Regions from separate parts of the Mus musculus genome. Here all the other regions are linked to region 1. A link is a contact called in public HiChIP or PLAC-seq and promoter capture Hi-C data. All regions are on one chromosome and are shown on one strand. Each heading gives the region's core, a stretch centred on a gene start, on an enhancer-like site or on the middle of the called end of the contact. The rest is flanking DNA. Distances are from core to core; before and after follow the strand shown.

Region 1 (3,006 bases), core at 401-2,900:
TGTAACAGTCCTGGCTATCCTGGGAGTTGATTTGTAGACCAGGCTGGCTTCAAACTCACAGAGATCTATCTGCCTCTGCCTCCTGATTTCTGGGATTAAAACCATGTGCTATCACGCCTGGCTTACAGGTGTCTTTTAAATTGCTATCCCAAATTACGTTTTTGGGTTTGTTTGTTTGTTTTTCTTGGGGGGGGGTATACAGCAAGTGTTACAAAAGCAGAAACTGGGGGTTTGGTTACCCCTGAATTACATTCTCTGGGCAGTCAAGCAGATTTACAAAGGCAGATGGCAGCCTTCCTGATCTCCTGGCTACACTTTTCTGTGTCATTAGGAAGCCCAGCAGTTTCTATTATCCTTAAACCAACTTCACTTTCTGAGCAAGTTGAAGCCCAAGGTCACTTTTCCAAGGCAGGTTAGCAAAGCCTGGTAAGAGGAGAGTTTCCGACAAACAAGTGGCTCCAAAGGGCAAAAGACACTTAGATTTCAATGAATTCAGGTGTGTAACTATTTACTTGTCTTCCTAAACTGCTACGCAAAGCTCGTTTGTAGGCTATGTATGTTTAAGTAAGAGTTGGGTCAGAGCCTCTTGGTTTAATTATTTATTTAATATCTCCGAGGACGTTTGTTAGTACACGTATTCTTTTTATATTCTAATCAGTGTAAAGCTTGTCAGTATTTCTTTTACCCTGTATCATCAATGAAGCTCTGGGTGTGATCCACAGTACCACATAAATCAGGCACAGTGGGGCATGCCCGTGGTCCCAGCATCCTCTTCTACATAGAGTTCCAGGCCAGCAAGGGATACACATGACCCTGTCAATAACACCAAGAACAACATATGCCAAAGTAAGGTGCTTAGATAATAAGGGGTTCTCGTTCCCGGAAGAACTGTGCTGGTCCAGCCGGTGCAGGCAGTTTGCCCAGCAAGGCTGAGTCACAAACGGGATCTATCTACACCTTCTGTAGGGAGGAGGAGAGCTGTTCTCTGCCGCTCCTCTCACTGGAGCATGGGATACCAGTTACACACGAAATATATAGGACAAACTAAGCTGGTGCGGAATGAGGTCACTGAGGGATCACACTGCTAGCGGGCTGGAGCACTATCCAAGAATCGCAGGCTCCATCTGAGAGTTTCGAAATCCAGGTCTGCAATTTAATATATTTTCTCATGATGGACATGCTCATTCGAGTTTGAAAAACACTACGATTCTGGATCAGGGGGCTCAGTTGAAGGGCAATGATGGATATGTGGCAAAAGTCAATCAAGGATGAGCCAAAATGGACAGGGGTTGATTTCAGCTAAGATCTCTGAATTTGGGTATAATAACAGGGGAGGGTCTGAAAGCAGCTAAAATCTCAGCCTTTACATTTGAACTGAAGCTCGAACTTAGGGTCTTTACGCATGCTTGGTAAAGCTCTCTACCACTGCTCTCTCTTCCTCAGCCCAAGTTTCCCATTTCTGGCCTTTTTACATTTTGACTAAACCAGTCAGCCAGATCTTTGTCAACCTCGGTTCGATTTGGCTAATTCTATTGCTTAGGTCTAGTCCGGTTGCTAAGGTATGGCGCTTCACGGTTGCTAGGGAAATGGCGTCACCATAGAGGCGGGACAAGGAACCTCTTCGTGCTCCTGATTGGCCGTCGTGTTAGGGACTAGCTTCTCCGTCTCTGAGGGCTCGAGAGCTGATAGAGACTCTCAGCTGCTCCCAGGCTGCCCTTCCAGGCCTCAACATCATACACAATGCAACAACTGTGACTTAGGCCGTCCTGCTATGCTCCTTGGTCTCTCAGGTACTTTTTGACCCGGTCAAGTGCCCATAGTTGGGGCGACTACCCGAACCATGGGGAATTACAGAATTTATAGTTCTAAACTAGACCTGGGTGGATTCTAGCTTGGGAAGGGGGGAAAAAAAGGAGAAACTTTTAGCACTACGAGGAGTCTTAACTAGGAATTCTGGAATTTACATGGTTTCGGTTTTTTGTTTGTTTGTTTGTTTGTTTTTTTCACCTGCTCAGGTCTGAACTACACTTGACCCATCACTTTCCAGACTAAACTGTTCTTTCCTTTATCTGTTGTGGAAGGGATCAGGAGATCCAATGGAGACCTCACCTATCAGCCCAATGAACGAGAAGAACACCGCTCAGCCGCAGCAGCGGGAAGAGAACGCCCAGCAAATCTTAAATACAGCCATTCCGTTTAGGCAGCGGTCCCCAGGTCTTCTCCCTGAAGCCCTGAAGGTGGGAGTGAGACCGGATCCAGCCAATCAAATTGTAGAGACTCAAGAGATTGAACATCCCGTGGCTGGATTTGAAGGTGACTCTGATCAATTTCAAGTCTCAACCAATGAGATGGCAGAGCACCTCCAAGCTTCTGATCTTTGGTACTGTCCTGATGGGAGTTTTGTAAAGAAGATCATAGTCCCTGGCCATGGCTTAGACAAACCCAAGCTAGGCTCCAAATGCCAAGTGTTGGCTTTGGGATTTCCTTTTGGATCTGGGATGCCAGAGGGCTGGACAGAACTAACCATAGGCATAGGACAATGGAGGGAAAAAATGTGGGGGGAACTCATGGAAAAATGCCTGGAGTCTATGCGTCAAGGTGAGGAGGCAAAGATTCACCTTCCTGGATCCTCTGCACCTCTTGCTAAACTCAGACTGGATTCCTTCACCAATGGCCGGGACTCCTGGGAGATGGAGGCTATGGAGAAGGAGGCTCTGGCCAAAGAAGAACACAGAAGGGGTACAGAACTGTTTCGAGCTGGGAACCCTCAAGGGGCTGCCCGATGCTATGGACGGGCTCTCCGACTGCTGCTGACGTTGCCCCCACCCGGCCCTCCCGAACGAACTACCCTTTATGCCAATCTGGCTGCCTGCCAGTTGCTGCTAGGACACCCCCAGTTGGCAGCCCAGAGCTGTGACCGAGTGCTGGAGCGGGAGCCGGGCCATTTAAAGGCCTTATACCGAAGGGGGGTTGCTCGGGCTGCCCTCGGGGACTTGGAAAAAGCCA
Region 2 (2,777 bases), core at 78-2,577, 500 kb after region 1:
CTGCTCCTGACCTGCTTGTGTTTTCTTTCTAGCTCCGGTCTGATATCCAAAAACGACTGCAGGAAGATCCCAACTACAGCCCCCAGCGCTTCCCTAATGCCCATCGGGCATTTGCTGATGACCCCTAGCTTTCTCACCAGGGGACCACTTCCCCCCTTCCTTCACAGTATTTAAGAAATAAAAGTCGGATTTTCCTGGCTCCTTTGCCTAGTAGTTTCGAGTACCTTTTCTTTACAGGTTTCTTCAAATGTTCCATAGAAACCTAGCTACACACACACACATCACATCATATTCTCCTTATGGGGTGTCATCAGTTGAGGCTTAAATAGCGTTCTGTGAAACCCATGCTCCTCTACCAGCCCTAAGAGCCCTCGCTTTAACCTCTGGAACATGAAAGGCCGGGTGGAAACCTGGAACCTGGGAGGCAGAATGGTTCTGCAGGTGGCAGTAATAGGTGTGGCCTTTAAAGTTTTACTGGGGCTTTGAGGTTGCAGAAGCTCAAGTCTTTGTTGCCTGCTGATCCACATGTACAAAGCTTGGAGTACCATGCTGATAAAGGGCTAAGCCTCTCAACTTGTAAGCTAACCCTAATTAAATGTTTTTATGAGTAGCTGCCCTCTTCACAGCAATAGAAACCCTAACTAGGTCAGAAGTACAGACCAGTTTCCCCAAGATAGACCTGATTGGTTTTGGAAAAGCAACTGAATGCATTGTGGTTTAATGGGCCATGCTAGGAGCATGTTAGACAGTGGTTCTGAGGGTCATTTAAACTATGTGTGGGGGGTCTGGTTTTATGTGATAATGTGGCTTTCTGCCCTTGTTCAAAAGCCAAAAAAAAAAAAAAAAAATTCTTGAGACTAAACTGAAGACTCACCTTACCTTTGAAAGGCAATTTTCAGACAGCCTAGTATTGACTGTTGCTTGGTTATTAGTGCCCACACTTAACGCAGATATGAGAATAAGCAAGCTGAGAAAGGAAAATACAAACTACTATTTAGGACCTGAAAGTGTTGAGAATGATAGTTTGATGCCAAGTGGAAATAAAGGGAGTGGTGGCCTTTGAGCAAGACCCCTCCCAGCTAAGCTCCCCAAAAGGCAGGCAGTTTTCAAGGACAGCCAAGCTTAGGCAGCAAGGGAAACCAAAACCACAGAACGTTGGTTCTGTGATTTAGAAAGGTGTCCTAGCCCCAACAAACAGCAGAGCTTGGCAGCTTTGGTTCTGGTTTATTATCTCCTCCTGGGGATTGGGAGGGAGTGTGTGCATGGAGGCCTAGAGAAGCCTTGTGAAGCTGTGGAAATAGATTGCCTTGGGGAATGCCAAGATCTTGGTGATGCCAGAGTGGAGGGATGAAGAAAGCTACTAAGAGGGAGTAGAACCAGCCAGAGGAGTGTGTTGCTGCCAGTAAGTTAAATGGAGTTGGGACGATCTGAAAGGCTTTGACATCAGACATGGGAGACAGATTTTGGAGTTTGACTAGCTGATTTTTGTTCTAACGTTGGCCCAATATTCCCTCGCTATGCACTCTTTCAGAATGGTAATTATATTCTATGCCACTGTATGTTGAAAACATGATCTGCCTTTTTACAGGGGTTACAGCAAGGAGATTGCAAGGAATGTCAGAATTGACTTTGGACTTGTAAACACAGTTCAGACTGATGACTACAGGCCTCTCAAAGTTGGACCGAGTGTGTTTTTCATATGGTTACAAGCTAGTGGTGGCCAGGGAGTGGAATGTGATGGTTTGAATGAAAATGGTGCCCATACGCTCATATGTTGGAGGAAGTGTCACTGGAGTGTGATTTGTTAGAGTTGATTGGTCATAGCAAAAGAAACCCTAAGACAGGCACCCACTGACCTCACCCAAACTCTTAACTCTGGAACCCTGAAGTAATTAACAGGTAACTTATTGAACCCACTACTTAGTGTAAAACATTACAGTTAATCCCCCACCCATGACTTTCCCCCCTTTTTTTTTTTTAAAATTCTTTTATTATTCTTTTTTAACAAACGGCCCCAGGGATAGGGGACTAGGGGAGGAGAAGAGGGGAAGTGAGACTCCAGACCCACAACCCCTCCCCACCCACCCCTTTCCCCCTTATATATTTATAATCTATATACAAGCCCCGGGGATGGGGGTCAAGGGGAACTCCCTCAGCGGGGTGGGGGCAATCCAGGCTCCTTCTCCCCCCGGGACCCAGGCTCCTCTGCTCTTCGGGGAGGCCCTTCTCGAGAAGGTGGCCCTGCCCGTTCCCAAGGCTTCGGCATCCAGCGCAGGGCATCTGGTGGGGAAGCCTGAGGATAGGTATATATGGAAGAGTAAGTCAGCGATCCTTCAGGAGCTCAGAAGGGGATCCGAACTTAGGCTGGGGGGAGAGGGGTGTTACTGGTCCTCTCCTTCACCTGCTGGTAGAGGTCAATGCGCTGAGTTCGGAATACTCCACTGTAGGTGGAAGGTGGGGCCTTGAGACGGGAATTGAGACCAGAGAAGGGCCTAAGGGAGGAAAGGTGACGGTCAGGGTAAACCCAAGGCCTGCCCATGTTTCAAAAAAAGTCCCTGGGGATGCAGAGCCGATATCCCACTCCTGTTTACCTTCCAGATGGGGGAGTCCGTGACGACCCAGGACCCCCAAGGTTGCTGCTCAGCTTTCGGTAATCCTGGAAAGGCTTTAGTTCTACTGGGTGCAGCTGGAAAGAGAAACAATTTACCCTATGAACTTGCTGTCTGAACCATTTACCCTTTTTCCCTTTGGATACCTTGCCATCCTTCAAAAACTTG
Region 3 (2,945 bases), core at 104-2,603, 310 kb after region 1:
CAGAGCTATATAAAGCCAAAACTCCTGGGGACTGAAATTTAACTGCTAAAACCTTTAACGAAAAAAGGTGGCATGGGCCGGAGAGATGGCTCATAACCATGTGTAATGGGATCTGACGCCCTCTTCTGGTGTGTCTGAAGACAGCAATAGTGTACTCACAAACATCTAAATCTTAAAAAAAAAAAAAAAAAGGTGGTTGGAGCCAGGACTAAGGCCATCCTGAATTGAGAGCCCGTCTAAATACCCAAAAGCATAGTCTAAAACAGTGGCTCTCAACCTGTGTCACCAAGGAACCCTTACATAGGGGTCCCAGACAGGACAGCCTGTGTTATCACAATAGCAAACTTTAGTTATGAAGATACAAGGAAAATAAAACCGATGGTTAGGAACATCACAGCCCGAGGAACTGCATTAAAGGCCCTCAGGAAGGCTGAGACCCACTGCCGTGGACTAGCATACAGAACTTAAAGGCACAAGAAATAATCAAGGCAGCTCCTGGATCCACCATAGATTTAGAGTTAGGGAGATTAGTTAAGATCTAAAAACAAAAAGATGGCTGGGTGGTAGCTTGCTTGGAGACTGGCTAATGCAGGCAGGATATTAAGAACAAAACAAGGGCCAGTCGGTGGTGCTGTATGCATTTAATTCCAGAGAGTAGAGGCAGGCGGATCTGAGATCAGGGCTACATGGAGAAACCCTGTCTCGAATCCACCCCTTCCAAAAAGTCAAGCCAAGAGACAAGCATGCCAGTGAAACCTAAGACTAACCTTTCTTCAGGTGTAGGCAGCTGGCGTGTGTCCTCAAATCCCTACCAGAAAGCAAGACACAGAGGTAAATTACTCAGAACTCTAGGCCACTCAAAACCCACGCCACTGCCGATTTTGGACCCGGGGACGGTCAGCGCGCTGCGGTGATGGCGTCAGCGAGACACTCAGAATCACCAGAAATCATCATTACTGTCCTCTCCCCGAAACCAGCCCCTCCTCACACCGCCTACCTCTCGCCAGCATGCGCTTACCATTGTGCTACTGGGTACGGCTGGCGTGGGCCAGGAACCTGGAAGAGATCATTGAATGAGCACAGGTCGTAGAGACCCCGGCCTGCAGCCCCCACCCCGGCCTGGGTCAGTTACAAGGAGTGGCGTCACGTGGACATCAGAAACTCTAGTCTGTAAATGTGGGTCATCATACCCGGCCCCACACCGCAGAGCCCTCCCCACAGGACCCCAGGATACCTGCGGCACGAGGCGGACCCATGCCTTGCTCTCCGGAGTCCTCAGACCCTGCCCAGACCGGTGGAGAACAAAGAAGGGTGAAAACACGGCAAACCGTGTGGGCGGGTGCACAAAGAGACCCGTGTGCCGCCCGCCTCGGCCATTTATACCCACGCCTGGCCCGGGGGTCCTGACGGACATAGTCGTCTTCTCATATGCCTGACTTGATCGCGCTGACAAATGCGAAGGGAACAAAGAGGAATCATGTTTCTTACTGTCCTAAGTAGAGAATCATGTATATGACGACAATTTGATAAACTACCAATCCAAAGGAAAGAAAAAAAAAAAAGAAAGAAAGAAACAGGCAGCCTAATCGGCCAAGATTGGGTAAAGACCCTGGAGCTCCTACAGGATAGGTCAGCTCTTTGGTCTCCTTTAGGCTTATGGCTTTGCGGATTCTGTACTCATGTTTGGATCCAGTCTACCCAGGAGGACTCATATTGCCTACACCTAGCAGAAAAATCTGAATTTGCACCTCAGCTTCTGCTCTCCGTTAAAAAGAAAAAAAAAAGAAAAAAAAAAGATTACTGAGTGCTCTGCTGCATGTACACGTGCGTGCCAGAAGAGGGCATCAGATTCCCTTATACATGGTCACGAGCATTTGGTTGCTGGGAATTGAACTCAGGACTTCAGGAAAAGCAACCAGTGCTCTTAACTGGTGAGCCATCTCACCAGCCCCAACATTTTTATTTAAAGGGGGATAAAAGCCACACACACACAAACACACATCTGGCTCATAGTCTAAGATGGGTTCCAACCATGCCTACAATTACAGGCGTGACACACTACTATGTTGAGAGAGAGAGAGAGAGAGAGAGAGAGAGAGGGGGGGGGGGTCGGTTTCAAGACCGGGTTTCTCTGTGTAACCCTGACTGTCCTGGAACTTGCTCTGTAGACTAGGCTGGCCTCGAACTCACAGATATCTACTTGCCTCTGCCCTGAGTGCTGGGATTAAAGGCATACAACACCACTGGCCAGCTTTTAAGAAATATTTTTAGATTGATTGTATTTGTGTCTATGTGTGTTAGAGGAAGTTGTAAGCCACCTGGTGATAGGTGCTGGGAACTGAAGCCAGGTCCTTAGAAAGATCAGTAAGTGCTCCTGACCACTGAGCCACTGCTCCAGCCCCTTTGTCTTTTTTTTTTTTTTTGAGACAGCAATTCTGTACCATGACGGTCAACATTCCTACTTCCTTTTCCTAAATGCTGAAATTACATGTGCAAGGCACTATACGCTTCTCTATCTTCATTTTAAAATACATTTTAGCCAGAAGCAGTGGTGCACAACTTTAATCCTAGCACTTGAGAGGCAGGGGCAGGTAGATCTCTTTGAGTTCAAGGCCAGCCTGGGCTACGCAGTGATGAGATAGTGCCTCAGAACATAACTAAAATTTAAAATCTAAGAATCCTATAGTAGCCGGGCAGTGGTGGCACATGCCTTTAATCCCAGTACTTGGGAGGCAGAGGCAGGCAGATTTCTGAGTTCAAGGCCAGCCTGGTCTACAGAGTTAGTTCCAGGACAGCCAGGGCTACACAGAGAAACCCTGTCTCAAAAAACAAAACAAAACAAAAAACAAACAAAAACAAAAACAAATAAAAGAATCCTATAGTAATTATGTGTTCGATAAGTCTCTCAGTTCCTAGGCCCAAGTTCCACCTGGGAGGGTTATAGG
Region 4 (3,152 bases), core at 100-2,599, 400 kb after region 1:
CCTGATGAGTCGAAGGATATCTCCACTGTGACTAAGAGGAAAGTGGTGGCTCTCTTCCTGCCACTGTCTGTTCTCCTCAAGAATTTATCATCTTAGCCAGGCATGGTGACACATGCCTTTGACCCCAGCCCTTGGGAGGCAGGGGAATCTCCATGAAATCAAAATCTGCCTGATCTACACAATAGGTTTCAGGATAAACCAGAGCCACATAGTACATAGTGAGACCCTGTCTCAAAAAAAAACCAAAACCAAACTAAAGTTATTTTATGTCTGTAAGGGATGGTCTGCACACTGGGAGCGCAGTGGAGGAGACTTAGTAAAGGCACGGTGGGAAGGAACAAGAGTGTCCTGGAAACTATCACTAAAATCATGGTTTGCCAGGGACAAAATCTGTAGCATTTCACATACAGTAGGTACCTAATAAAGTTGTGTTGAATAAGTAATTCCTAAATCAGGTGACTATAAACTACATGAGGATGTATGAGTGAACACACGTCCCACCCCAGAGGAGAGGAATGCAGGGCTCTGTCGCACCTCTCTGGAGAAGCTTTAGGCTCTCGTGGTCTGGGGCATCTGGCATGAAGTGGATAGTGGAGTCACTAGTGTCATAGTAAGCAATGCCCAGGTATCCCGAGCTCCACAGCACGCACAGATGGATCTGTCCCGCGAGGAAGGAAAGGGGATCGATATCTGAATCCCTCGGAAGGGCATGGATTGGTCATCCCTTATTATTAATCATTTAACCAAATCTCGGAGATAGGCACTCATGGGGAGTTTAGTCAACGTGAAACGGGGTCGGCTCAGCCTCTCCCAGCCCTCCCAACTCCGCGGACACCTCGGCGGGCTCCTCCTCGTCCTCTTCCTCGATACCTCCAGGCCCCGCCATTGGGGGCTGAGGGCTGGGGAAGCTGGCTGAGGGGATTCCGGATCTGGGTCCGGGTCCCGGCGGCGTCCGGCCTGGGGTCGCTCTGAAAGCCATGGGCTCGGCGACTCTGAGGACATGGGAGGGGAAGGAGGTCCAAAAGCAGCATTCAGCAGGCGGCTGGTGCGCGGGCTTTCAGGGGACAGGCGCGGGGGCTGCCCCTTTAGGTTGGGAGCAGCTCCGAGCTACTGTCCCACCCTCATTCCTGTCACTCGAAGCCGTGCTTTGGAAGCTCTGACGGAGCGCGCTGTCACGTCAAGTCTCTCCCGCCACCCACGCCCTTACAGCCGCAGCGCGCTCTCCTGACCCACCCCCACCCCCTCCCCCACCCCCACCCCACTGGAGCCGCCAATTCGCAGCACTTTCCCGCCTTTTCCGTCACCTCAGCCGCGACGATCCACCTCCCTGACCAACCGCCGCAAGCCTGCAGCCTGTAGGCGTGGGCCGCGCGCGCTCGCCCCGCCCCCTTAGTGGCTGAAAGGGTCTGCTTAGCCATCCAACGGGAAGGCGGTGAGGACGCTAGATGTCGATTGGTCCGTTTGCATTGGGGGCGGTGCTAGAGTGTTCAAAATTCCCGCCCTCTGCCGTTGCTAAGCAGCCGTGTCGCAGAGCTTTGATTGATGTTGGGCGGAGCCCGCCCTAAACTAAGGTCCCCGCCTGGAAAAAGGGTCTGGGCCACGGTGGAGAAGGCCAGAGCCCGGAGGCCGACCTTAAAGGGCCAGAGGCAGTCTTCCTCCTTCCTGAAGAGTGGAGAGAAGCAACATTAATTCAACCTGTGCCAACAGCAACAACTCCGTTAATATTTGTACCCACTAAGTTAATATTTATAAAAAACTCAGAACAGTGCCCAGCAAACAAAGTAAGCGCTACATGAGTGTTTTAAATAAATAAGTGGAAGTAAGAACTAACTCCTGTTTCAGACCTACTTTGCCTGTTTCCTGATTGCAGGAGATGATCACCAACCACAGGAGCAACACGGGGCTTGATTATTTTGGAACCCCTGAAGAGGAAGTATAAGTATCTGAAAGACACTAAATTCTGAAAGTAGACCTAATTAGAACACATACAACCATACTACAGTCCTCTCACCCCTAAGGACACAGGGTATCTCTGACTGATGATCCATCTGGATGGGAAAGAAGGAGAAGGAAGGAGTTTCTGAGGGAAAGAAAAAAAACCATACTTTACAAAACAATAAACAAACAAACAAAAACTTCAGTGCTGGCTTAGCAGGTAAAAGTACCTTCAATTTTGTACCCAGATTGTCCTCTGTCCTCCATACCTGTGCTGCTTGTACACACACACTCACACTCACACTCACACACCACATAATTTTTTAAAAACTGTCCTAGCTACACTAAACTAAGATCCTGCCTGAGGTTCAGAAATGGCATGAGGTGACCTGGCTCTGCTGATCAGCGACTGGAAAAATCATCTCCAAAGGGGAGCAGGTCTAAGGGCTGGGTTAATGGTTACTCTTGGCAAATTATTGAGCAATGGAGTTATGGAAACCTGGAAGAGGTTATTGGTGACAGCTCTGGGGAGTGGCAGAGAGGGACACACCTTCCATTCTGGGGTATGAAGAGATTAGGGACTGGTTTACCAAGAAGAGGAAGGGATCAGACCCAGGAAGAGAAGGCAGCAGAAGAAAAGAAGAGCTGGAGAAAGAAGAAGTGGGAGCTCAGAGATAAGATGGCAGTCTACATTTTTTTTTTTTTTAATGCAGTCCTGGCTTCAAATCCAGGAGCACTGCTGGGTGATCCCAGGACAGAGCAGCCTGGAAAATAAAGGCAAGATAACGCATTTGTGTGTGCGTAGCAATTCAGGCAGCCACAGTCAATAGTGATGATCAGAGCAGCTGCGGCCATAAAGACAGCCAAGAGAGGCAGCCAAACCTGTTTGAATCTAAAGTTTCTCCCAGCGATCTAACTGTGAGCAGATTGCCCGCTGGCCACTTGCTGACCAGAGGGAAAAAAGGAGGTGTCTGGGAAATAAGGCTTCATGGAAGCCATCTCTCTTATCAGTGGGAAGAGGCTCTGGTGCAGATCTCAAGGGTCAGCATAGAGGGAACATTCTTAGGACTCAGCTGGGGCTCACGCATGAGTCAGTCTACAACTGTCTGCAACGCTGTAGTTCAAAAGCCCAAACACCAAGTATATTCTGCCTTCCTGGGGAGGAGAGAGATAAGCCAGCCCCCCCCCCCGCCCCCCGCGCCCCAGGGAGGAGAAAG

What was found. Promoter capture Hi-C pulls out the DNA fragments that hold promoters and counts their contacts. HiChIP or PLAC-seq counts read pairs in DNA pulled down with a chosen protein or histone mark.
Region 2: a contact with region 1 is called in a promoter capture Hi-C map of hippocampal neurons, with 4 times the contacts expected there. The contact joins the enhancer-like site here to the promoter of Fkbpl in region 1. A contact is called at or near these places in 8 of 39 promoter capture datasets (the 3T3-L1 cell line, embryonic stem cells, erythroid cells and 4 more), 5 of 484 Hi-C or Micro-C datasets (cerebellum, cerebral cortex, embryonic stem cells and 1 more), 5 of 115 datasets of contacts at active chromatin or transcription factors (bone marrow-derived macrophages, embryonic stem cells, extraembryonic endoderm stem cells and 1 more) and 1 of 9 other capture datasets (adipose tissue).
Region 3: a contact with region 1 is called in an H3K4me3 HiChIP or PLAC-seq map of embryonic stem cells, with 19 read pairs. The contact joins the promoter of 1110038B12Rik here to the promoter of Fkbpl in region 1. A contact is called at or near these places in 8 of 39 promoter capture datasets (the 3T3-L1 cell line, the HPC-7 cell line, cranial neural crest and 4 more), 1 of 15 datasets of contacts at CTCF or cohesin (the NIH/3T3 cell line), 20 of 484 Hi-C or Micro-C datasets (the Ba/F3 cell line, the G1E-ER4 cell line, the MNK3 cell line and 8 more), 27 of 115 datasets of contacts at active chromatin or transcription factors (the 230-238 cell line, the HPC-7 cell line, the NIH/3T3 cell line and 15 more) and 2 of 9 other capture datasets (adipose tissue and liver).
Region 4: a contact with region 1 is called in a promoter capture Hi-C map of neural stem cells. The contact joins the promoter of Msh5 here to the promoter of Fkbpl in region 1. A contact is called at or near these places in 8 of 39 promoter capture datasets (the 3T3-L1 cell line, the SN4741 cell line, embryonic stem cells and 5 more), 1 of 15 datasets of contacts at CTCF or cohesin (the NIH/3T3 cell line), 2 of 484 Hi-C or Micro-C datasets (CD8 T cells and embryonic stem cells), 4 of 115 datasets of contacts at active chromatin or transcription factors (embryonic midbrain, extraembryonic endoderm stem cells, microglia and 1 more) and 2 of 9 other capture datasets (liver and pancreatic islet).

The regions. Positions count from the first base shown.
Region 1 is chr17:34,643,164-34,646,169 of GRCm38.p6, forward strand. It overlaps Fkbpl (FK506 binding protein-like), which reads left to right and starts at 1,651. Exons shown (of 2, transcript NM_019873.3): 1 at 1,651-1,790; 2 at 2,082-3,006. The coding sequence starts at 2,097.
Region 2 is chr17:35,147,109-35,149,885 of GRCm38.p6, forward strand. Bag6 (BCL2-associated athanogene 6) reads left to right here. Exons shown (of 26, transcript NM_001372261.1): 26 at 33-213. The coding sequence ends at 128. Prrc2a (proline-rich coiled-coil 2A) reads right to left here. Exons shown (of 31, transcript NM_020027.3): 29 at 2,592-2,686; 30 at 2,402-2,492; 31 at 1,968-2,293. The coding sequence ends at 2,153. Among named protein-coding and RNA genes, the nearest start is that of Bag6, 13 kb to the left of the region's middle. Within about 2 kb of position 1,328, at least 7 of the 459 cell types and tissues checked have an H3K27ac peak or open chromatin away from gene starts, as enhancers often do.
Region 3 is chr17:34,951,118-34,954,062 of GRCm38.p6, forward strand. It overlaps 1110038B12Rik (RIKEN cDNA 1110038B12 gene), which reads right to left and starts at 1,354. Exons shown (of 4, transcript NR_015536.1): 1 at 1,235-1,354; 2 at 1,019-1,056; 3 at 768-808. LOC115488834 (a small nucleolar RNA gene) reads right to left here and starts at 958; the gene lies at 896-958.
Region 4 is chr17:35,045,396-35,048,547 of GRCm38.p6, forward strand. Msh5 (mutS homolog 5) reads right to left here and starts at 1,350. Exons shown (of 25, transcript NM_001146215.2): 1 at 1,305-1,350; 2 at 836-992; 3 at 535-658. The coding sequence starts at 979.